Regions from separate parts of the Hordeum vulgare genome. Here region 2 is linked to region 1. Evidence: chromatin contacts called from public Hi-C data. All regions are on one chromosome and are shown on one strand. The core of a region is the stretch at or near the end of the contact, and the rest is flanking DNA. Distances in the headings are between cores, read along the strand shown.

Evidence for each region. A called contact is a pair of places that touch in the nucleus more often than the background predicts.
Region 2: a Hi-C map of leaf shows a contact between it and region 1, with 6 times the contacts expected there. The contact joins the promoter of LOC123442947 here to the promoter of LOC123442943 in region 1. A contact is called at or near these places in 3 of 6 Hi-C or Micro-C datasets (leaf and seedling).

The regions. Positions count from the first base shown.
Region 1 is chr3H:54,016,654-54,021,856 of MorexV3_pseudomolecules_assembly, forward strand. LOC123442943 (60S ribosomal protein L18a-like protein) reads right to left here and starts at 3,041. Exons shown (of 5, transcript XM_045119137.1): 1 at 2,760-3,041; 2 at 1,960-2,102; 3 at 1,334-1,466; 4 at 1,132-1,249. The coding sequence starts at 1,969.
Region 2 is chr3H:54,872,407-54,877,609 of MorexV3_pseudomolecules_assembly, forward strand. It overlaps LOC123442947 (metacaspase-1-like), which reads right to left and starts at 2,542. Exons shown (of 3, transcript XM_045119140.1): 1 at 1,660-2,542; 2 at 1,236-1,569; 3 at 629-1,142. The coding sequence starts at 2,023. The coding sequence ends at 755. It overlaps LOC123442948, which reads left to right. Exons shown (of 4, transcript XM_045119141.1): 3 at 1-43; 4 at 361-677. The coding sequence ends at 509. It overlaps LOC123442949 (PSME3-interacting protein), which reads right to left. Exons shown (of 7, transcript XM_045119142.1): 6 at 4,940-5,008; 7 at 4,321-4,739. The coding sequence ends at 4,497.

The DNA.
Region 1 (5,203 bases), core at 1,791-4,290:
TTGTGTAGCGACTCCGCCATGAATCCCTTGCCCTCTGCGCCAACTTAAAAAAGCGCGGTATGCAGCTCGAATCTATGGCATGCTTTGTCTGTGGGAGGGGGGAGGAGGATGGTGGTCACTTATTCATCAAATGCAAAGCGGTCAAGGAAGCATGGAGACAGCTAGGGCTGGAGCAGGAGCGACGCCAGCTGGAAACCATTGGGGACGTGCATGCAATGCTTGACTCCCTCTGGGGGCTAGCCGAGAAGAAACGCGTTCTCATCATCACATTCTGGTGGCATTGGTGGAATAACCGGGAATAGAATCAGAGAGGGGGATCCTTCTGCACAGCCGTCCGAGATCGTCAGATGAGCCCGCTGTGATGCAATGGAATATGCCGAAATCCTAGGCCCGGCTGCACCCAAACGTACACTGGACCGCTGGCAACCTCCGCGAGATGAGCTGATCAAAATCAACCTCGATGGTGCATTCACGCCGGGTAAGCCTATGGTACTCTCCTGGTAGCGCGAGCAGGAAGGAAGGAGCAAGTGACGGATGCCTTTGGAGCCGAGCTTCATGCCCTAGCGGCGGCGGTGACGACTGCTACTGAGATAGGAGTCATCAGAGTTATCTTCGAGACAGACTCGCAACTTCTCGTGGAAGCCATGGACGTCTCCCGAGCTGATGCCTCGCCCTATGCCGTCATCATCGAGGATCTGAAGTACCAGCTCAAAATATGGTTCCCTTATTGGAATATCACTGTATGTAAACGCAATGTGAACACAGTTGCACACGAACTAGCCCAGATCGGCAGTAGATGTGCCGCTCATAGCTGTGTTGAATGGGACTCGATTGTACCGCCCAATGTGGCATCTTGCGTGTTGGGCGATATGCCCGAGCGTGGTTGATTTATAAAGCTTTGTCTTTCCCTCAAAAAAAAAATATGGTGACAGAGCCAACAATGCATCTGCTATCAGGTTGCATGATTGTTTACATGCATGAAGAAATGACTTTCTACAGGAAAACTCTTTAGCTTTCTGTGCCTTAGATATGGTTTATCTATTACACTACTTTGCATCTATGAGTTGTTTTCTTTCAAGCTACATTAATTATAGCAACATGTTCAGGATTTACAGTGCAAGGACAACCTACCGCAATAGCAGAGGCAGCAAGACCCGGGCGCTCTCGGGGGTCCCTATTGTAGTACTTGCAGCAGTAAAGAGTCGTCGCGTAGTACCAAAGCAATGGACACAAGAAACCTAAAAGAAATCTGCAACCGAAACATGTTTGATATTGCCAGATGCAGAATATGGAAACTGAACTGAAGTTTGTGTAGATGGTAAAGGATTCTTACGAGGACCATCCTATTCCGCAACCAAAGCAAGGAAGCCGTCTCTCAAACTTCGCCAGCTGTGGGTTCTCTTCATCTCTGAGTAGGGTGTACTTGCCAAGACACCCTTGACAATGGCAAAGTTCATCCGAGCTTGCTGTGCAATGCCAAGTGTGATTCGGAGTAAGAAGTAATCGTATGAACAAAATTAAAAATAATGCACATCATGATCAAGCTAAAGCCCTAATAAACAGAGGAACAACTGTAAACTCTGAATCCTAATTATGTTATATCTCACTGATGTTTATACACTATTATGCTACCACGTATGTCAACATCACGTAATAGATGTTACTGTCTTTTACAATGACAGACTAAGGGTTCTGTTCTCCTGCACAACGTAAGTGATCTAGCGGCGAAGGAAATCTTAAGTTTAACTCAAAAAATCCTGCATAACATAAGCGATCTAGCGGCAAAACAAATCTCAAGGTTAACGCGAAAAGATCCTGCATAACATAAGCGATCTAGCGGCAAAACAAATCTCAAAAGTTTAACGCGAAAAGATCCTGCATAACATAAGCGATCTAGCGGCAAAACAAATCTCAAAAGTTTAACGCAAAAGATAGATACAAGGTTGAAAAAGCAATTACCTTCCCCCATTTAATCTAGAGCTGTTTAGGGAAGATCCAAACTTAACACCAAGCTGCTTGGCAGATTCCTCCTTGCTGGAATCAGTTCAACAAGTCTGATCCGAGGAATAAAACAGAACAGTAGCCAGCTTGGCACATAAATCCTGCAAGTGTGTCAGGATGGGGTCATCTTGCTGCATCGGAGAGAAAATTATATCCACAATGTAATTTCTTCTGCATAAACACGCATATGAGTCTAATCGGTAGGGACAGATGTTGTGAGCAATTGGAAGTACTCTTTCATGGCAAAGAGGAAAGCAGTGACCAGCAGGTGTCTCAAATTCCAAATATATTAACATACAGAAGCAGCAGGTGTCTGAATTCCAGATATTAGCATACAGAAGTCAATCCAAGAGGGGTACTCAGTCAGGAACACTACGGCTTCCGACGAGACTAGGAGAGCATAACATTTTGAGCTATTTCCTCTTGCTCTGAACTCTAACACTCCAACTCCCGTTAGTAGAACAAATCTAACGAATTCATACAAAATAAGCTGCGGCCGCGCTACGGGGCCATCTCAGATCGGTCTGGCGCGCTGAAGAAGAAGAAGCGGCTAAGGCAGGCAGACCAGGTACGGGTGGATGGACTAGATTAGCAAGGGCACCTACCAACCAGTCCACCACGCAGCAGACAGACAAATCGGCACCTACCGCGACGGGGATTCAGGCTTCGGTCGCCGGCCGCCACGCAGCAAAGGGAAGAAGGTAACCGCAAGACGAACAAGATAATCCACTCAGTCAGGACAGGATAGGGTTCCTTACCCGCAAGAGAAGAAACCGACCCAGCACCAGCACCAGCACCAGCAGGTCCGCGTCGCCGCCGGCGGGGCAAACCGCGAGGGAGGTGGAAGGGGGAGACGACGCCGGACGAGAGCGGGGTGGGGGTGGAGAGCGAGCAGTAGAGAGCACTGGAAGAGGCGACGAGGGGGAGACCGGGAGAGGCAGGAAAGTGGAGCCGAGGAGGAGGAGGAGGTCCAACCGGTTGTTCGTATGCGTGTGTGTGGACACGCAGCGCGGTGCGGGTCTCGTGCACCTACCGCCACGCTATGTGCCGCGTTGGTGAAAGAGGGGATGGAGACACGAGGGCGGCCCTTTTTAACACACGGATAACGACTCGTTCGCTGTCGTCAATGGAAGAGGGAGGAAAAGGTCAGTTTGTGTCAAAATACCACGTCATATACTCCCTCTGTTCCTAAATACTCCCTTCGTCCAGAAATACTTGTACTAGATATGAATGTATCTAGATTTATTTTAGTTATAGATACATCCATTATATCTATTTTTAGGACAAGTATTTCTGGACGGAGGGAGTATAAGTCTTTCTAAGAGTTTCATTAATGGACTACATACGGATGTATGTAGACATATTTTAAGGTATAAATTCACTCATTTTGTTTCGTATGTAGACACCTGGTGAAATATCTTAAAAAACTTATATTTAGGTACGGAGGGAGTATATATTAAAAGGAAGAGAGAAATTTTACCAGAGGTTTTTGAACCTGTTTTGATGTCTCCCTTTGGTCAATGGGGTGAATATCTGGTGCTATGAAACCACCTTACATTAAGTGCTTCCAATTTTAAAAATCCACATGTAAATGTTTCAAAAAATTCTTAAAAAATATGAATGTTCACATCACATGAACGTACAATCCTAAAAAATATGAATGTTCACATCACATGAACATACAATCCCTAAAAAATTCAAATCAAAACTGAAAATACACATCGAGAAACAAAAAAGATAAATTCAGCATAAATGTTTTATAAAAATCTTCCAAACATTAATGAAATGGCGCTTTGGTTCACATCCATTAGATCTCAGATTGACGACCGAGGTCGCGCGGAAGCACCTAATGTGAGGTGCTCCGGTAGCACCAGATATTTTTTCAGATGTTAGAAATACCTGATATATGGCAAAATCATTAATTAAGGGATACTTTTTATAAAAGACACTCCCATCAACTATGGTTGTGACATCTGTTATATTGCATGTGCGTCATTTGTCACAACGTGGAAGTTTTTCTTTTTCGGAGATTCGTTTTTTATATAATTTTTTATATCTCTTAACATGCATCCATATCTCGAACCATTTTTATCGTTGGATTTCTCGCGTCGAGATCTTCAAAACTAAATCTCATACAGCGCATTCCATGATCTTCTCCATGGATACATCACCAACACCTCAAGCTATCAGAGCATCCACAGTGTGATGTTTTGCTACCTCTAAGGCCATAGAGGCAGACGTTATATACTGTGAGAACAGCCTCTAAGCTAAATTTGTTTAGCATCGACGCTACGCTTGGAGGCAGCCTCCAATTCTTTCAATGAAATGAAATAATTCATTGGCCCTACATGTCATAGAAGGAGAGCATGCATGTGCCATGTCAAGAGGATGGAAAGGAGCCGACAACTTAGAGGCAGGGAACATTTGGCATACACTGCGTAATCTTAAGCTGACTCTAATAATCCAACGTGGGTCCCAGCTTAGAGGCAAGCCATCCTCTAAACGTTGTGGATGCCCTAAGTGGTCCCATGACGGGAGCCCGTACATGTGCCATTGAAATCGAGGTGACATATCTCCTTGCTCACCTATCATTTGATCCACTCAAGACATGGTCACTGCCTCAAGCACAGACTCTCCCATACTCGCGTACTCAAAAGGAAGCCATGGACCAATCGCGGAGGAACGCGAAAATGACGAGCCGACGGTAAACACTCAAGCGGCCGGACAACCGAGCCTGGTCGGACGTCCGAACCGTCCCAGCGTCCGGACGTCCGAGCTCGTCCAGGCGACCGATGCCTAGAGCCTCCCCAGGCCCCACGCCACAGCGTCCGGTCAGCCGACCCCGCCGGGACACCCGACCTCGCCAAGACATTACCAAAACCTCAAAAATCTGGACCACGCCGGATGACCGAACCTCGGACATCCGACAAGCTCCTGAAATCCGGCAACGTCGCTACTGATCCAAAGTCCTCGGACGACCAGACCGTGCCACACGTCCGAGCCCTGCTGAGCCTCCGGACGACCGACGTCTTTCGAATGTCCGAGCCCTGTCTACGGACATGCCCTTGGGCCATAGCCCATGTACCCCTCTATTTCTCCTAGTACTACAAATACTCCTCCCCCATCTTCATTTTGGGTTAGCTAATGATTTAACAAACATTTGTTGAGCTTAGCTCCATATAATATCCTCCTCCCATGGAGA
Region 2 (5,203 bases), core at 1,292-3,791, 860 kb after region 1:
GCCCGTGTTCCATTTCATGCAACACACACTATTCTGGAAGAAGGTACCTTTTCTTCATCCGGATCTATGAATTCTGTGCATTTTGTCCCTGTCGAAGTAGGTTTGATGCATGCAAAGCCTCAAAACCCAGGAGGGTTTATTTCAAGTATATTCAGAGGCCTGTTGAATTGCTTGTTTTCACCACATGATTTCCTTACCTGGTGAAAAATAGTGATCTGATTCCGTACTTGTGTCATAATTGAGGCATGTTCTTTGCATGCAAACTTTTAAAGTAACTGTTACAGAAGCTCAGCGTTAGCAAGCGTAGTCCATTACTATTGATTATGCAATTCCTTATCGCGTTTCTTCACGATGTTGCAGATCAGGAGCGCCTAGACTTCGACACCAAGAAGCTGCAGAGCTTTGTGAAGGAGAAGTCATTTCTGATCTCGGAGAAAGGCGCACTCGCTGACAAGATCAGCCCTGGGATCGTGAAATCCCTTGTCAGCCTCACAGATAAACCTAAGTAGCTAGGCACATTACATGAGGCAAAGGCAGCTCGCCTCAATGCCGAGTAGTCCGCATGAAAATTCACACCTGAACTGTTGATGGATTCAGCAACTGAAATGTTGTTTCTGGAAACATGTGGTTCGGTTTGGACCTTCATTTTAATTCCACTGAGTACAGTACAACTGAAATGTCCCGTTCCGTTTGCTCACAAGTCGCAAGTACAGTGCAGGACAGGACGACAGCATCATCGGTAAGGTGAAGCTTTTCACAGGAGAAAAGGCTTCCGGTAGATGTCGAACATCTCGGAAGAGCAGAGCTGGGGCTCCTGCACGCCGCCGGAGGTGATCATCTTGCGAACGAAGGAGCCGATCCGCCCGGGGAGGAGGCGGCGGCCGGCCCCCTGGCCGTCCCGGATCGTCGCCCTCATCGCGCCCAGCAGCCGCCCGTACGTCGTCCCCGGCTCGGACTCCACGGCCTTGATGAAGCTGTCCGTCATGGCGCCAATGGCAGAGGAATCGGGGAACCCCTGGGTGCTCGACTCCGCCGACTTCTGGTCGTCGTTGCAGCCGCTGATGGAGACGGCGAGGCCTCCGCTGGTGCATTTCGGCTTGGCCGGCTGACGGACGTGGTTCTCCCACTGCCAGTACCCGGTCCTTTGGATGGGATGGGTCACAGCAAAGGTTCACTCGTCGTCAAGATGAGTACGTAGATGAGACACAAGCACGGCCTGAAAGAAACCAACGTACCTGGAGAGGCGGCAGAGGTAGCTGAGGTCGAGGATGGTGCCGCTGTGGCAGGTGTCGATGATGGCGTGGAGCTTGACGCCGGGGCCGAGCGGCCGGACGATGGTCTCGTTGATCTCGTCGTCCAGGATCTTGCCCTTGTCCTCGAAGTCGAGCGGGCACAGCGCCTCGTTGTACCCGTCCACCTCGTCGCCGTTCATGTCCAGCTTCTGCACGCCGTGCCCGGAGAAGTGGAACACCAGCGAGTCGCCGGCGCCGCACCCCTCCACCAGCCACCGCATCGCCAGCAGCAGGTTCTCCCTCGTCGGCACCCTGTACGGCTCGTCGCTCCTCTCCTCTGACACAAGCACAAACACACATCGATCATATATCAGATGATCAGACACTCTTATTCACTTCGTGAATGAATTCTTGGATTAGTTAGTACCGGTGAGGACGAGGATGGAGTCGCCGGGGAAGCCAAACTTGTCGCGGAGGAGGGTCCTCATGCACTCGACGTCCTTCACCGTGCCCCTGAGCTCGTGGTCGGTGCCCGTGTAGCTGACGCCGACGAGGACGGCGCGCTTCTTGCCGCGGGTTGCCGGGTAGCCGGCCGGCAGCTCGCGACTGGCAGAGCGCACCGTCCGCGGCGGCGACGGGGGCGCGCCCACGCTGCGGTGCCGCTCGACGCGCGTCACGCGGCGGCAGAGCGCGCACCGGACGCCGGAGCTCGACCCGGCCGGCGGCGCCACGATGCCCGCGCCGCAGTGCCTGCACCACGACGTCATCCTCGGCGGCCCTGTGTTGCCCATGCCACGGATGGAGGTGAGCTCGTCGTAGCTGAACTATCACATGGAGATTGAGATGCTGATGATGCCTGGGGCCATATTCTGCCTTGAGACTGGCAATATGCCAAGGTAGGATATGGGGCAACGCAACGCAACCTTTATTCCAAGAGAACACTAGTTAGTGGCAGGCCCTGTCAGCTGCTCTGCTTTCGACGTGTGGTGGGCATGGAAATACGATTCTTGTCATCTGAGGGTGGCTCAGGTAGAATACGATTCTTGTCTAGCACCAATCCAATCTCCTTGTCAAGACTGCCTTTCGGCCCAGTTGTCTTTACGATGTTAGGTATGTTAGGCATGCGAATACATGAGAAAGTCGTTGGAATTGGAATTGTGTTATTTTCTGTTTCCGCCTCTGAGATCCAACGGAGCATAGTTTGATCAAGTTTGTAAGAAAAATCATCAACGACTACAGTACTGACTTAGATATAATATGAAAAAATATACATTTTTATTGTATATCAAATGATATTAATTTGGTATCGTATTTCTTGATAGTTTTTTCTCTACAAACTTTGCACTGTTTGACTTAGATCAAAAGTTAAGTCTTCTGAAACGAGTACAAGTTAGGCTACGGTCATATAATAGGATATTGATGACGCTCAGTAGCAGAGGACCCAATAGGGCAAGGACTGGCGCCGCCCTACCTTGATTTGTTCAGCGCATGCTGGGTGCAAGGCGGCGCATGGACACGACGGCGTTTTTCGGTGGCGAGTGATCAAAGCCCGTCCTACCTTTACTTTTGTGCGTCCTTCGCTACTGCACGCGCCATTCAAACCGAGGTGACTTCACTCTTCTGTGAGCTTCCTATGCATTCGAATGACACATGGTTACTTCGATGAAGACATCGGAAAAGTATCAAGAAGGAACTACACCATAGGAGTTGAAGAAAGAAGTGGAGAAGGCCTTAGAGCAGCAAGAAAATGGGGCTTAGGAGTTAGGCGCCCCCTAAATCGGGCGGCCCATGGAGGGGGGCTTTCTTTCATTATTTGTACTTATATTTTTAAAACATAAAAACATGTTTCTTAAATTTTTAATACATCCATCCCATGGTTCAAAAAATAGTGTTGATAGCATCCAAAGAAAATGTTCAAGCATTTCAGAAAAGATGTTCGTGACATTTTTCAAAAATATTTATACAATGTAAAAAAAGTTAGCGTGATTCAAAAAATGTATTTAATACCATTCAAATAAATGAACATGAAATATAAAAAATGTGCATGCATTCCGAAAAATGCCAGGACGTTTTAAAATTGTTTGCATAATTTTAAAAAAATGTAACGTGTTTCAAAATTTTGTTTGTGATATTTTTCAAAAATGTGTATACAATAAAAAAATATTGGCGTAGTTAGAAAAATGTTTCATGTCACTCAAAATGTTCTACATGTATTTGAGAAATGTTTAACATGTAAAAGAAAAGATGTTCAAAAACATATATTTTAAAAAATGTACATCATGTAATTTAAAAATGCTCAACATGTATAAAAGAATGTTACGTGTGTATACAAAAAATGTACAATGTGTAATGAAAGAATGGTAGACACGTGTTAAAGAAAGGAAAAGAAAAAAAACAAGAAAACCCCGTGAAAACCTAAGAAAGAAGAAAAATAAATAAACAGCTCAAAAGCAATGAAAACCCATAAGAAAAACACAATTTTTAGAAGGGGGGTGGGGGGATACATAAAAGAAAAAAAAAACTCGCACTAGTGATAGCTGCAGCACTGGACCAGCCCAGTAGCTTCACGATAAATGCCTCCTACCATTTCTTTTTAGTCTGCATATAAGATTTGATCAAAGTCAACTGATACAAAGTTTGATCAAATATATATCAAAAGATATCAACATTTATAATACTAAACCTATATGCTATGAAAATTAATATTATGGTGCATCTACTAATATTGATTCAATATTATAAATGTTGATATTTTATTCTATAAATTTAGTCAAAGTTTATGAAGTTTGACTTTGACCAGATCTTATATACGGACTAAGAAAAAACGGAGGGAGTACAAGAAATAGCTTGTCTAAAAATAGTAGGTAAGAAATAGCCTTGTCTCGAAAAAAAAGTAGGCAAGAAACAGCATCGGCACTCATATAGGATTTCATTCGGAATTACTGCACCTACGATCTTTTCACTCTGAGTTTTGTACAATGGTCAGTGGATGGATGTGGCCTTTGATAGGTGAATTCTGGCTGTGATTGCATGTCGTACCATAATGGCGCTAACAAGATCGTTTCACTCACTATTATGGTGTTAGATCTTTTTGGTCAGACAGAACTCATCACCTTCGACAATACGTTCATACACTGCAACAGAATCATGGATGCATCCTTTGCATCTCACCAGGAAAAAACCTCTTGCAGGCTGCTGCGGCGTCGCAGTCAGATTCCGGTTTGCATACAATGAGCATTCTAGAGTCTGGAATATTACAGTTGGTCATGGTTCATCGCCACTTTCGTCGTCATCGTCCCCGTATGCGGCCAGAGAGCCAAGCACGCTGCTCTTGGTGTCACCTTGTGGCTCACAGTTTGTATCATGCCCATTCGAAGGTAGCTCCTTGGGAACAGGCTTACTCTCCGCGTCAGATTTTGCTTTCTTGGCTCGTGGCTTCACGGAAACTGTAATGTTTCTCAGGAGCTCAGGCTGGCTCCTCTTTGGAGGTGGCTTAGGCTTGCTCTCCTGAAGATCACATATAAACAAAGATGAAAACCAGGGCAATTTGGTCCAAGAAATGTTTTATTTGCCTCCACCATCATGATGGGGAATGTAACTATAGCAACTGGCCACATGTGCAGTATCTATTGTAATTTTTCGCAACCTTGTATTAAAAATTTAAAAGTGTGGCATGAAATTAAATATGCTTTCTTGTTGTTGCCTACCTCAGGCCTAGAGACTGTAGGCACCTCACCAAGTTCATGAGCAATAGTGGACTGGGCAGCTACAGCCTCCTGAAGGAAGAAAGACATTCATTAGGTATGCCATATGAGTTACAACCCTAGTCGTAGCAAGCAAGCCTTCCTATCCTGCCTCCCACATTCTTGTGATGTTGAAACAATTGCTGAACTTTACAGGCTTATTAAGACCAAGCATAGAATCGGGTGTGGAGGATTAAAAGGCTCCACTATCTGCTGTTTTCACATGAT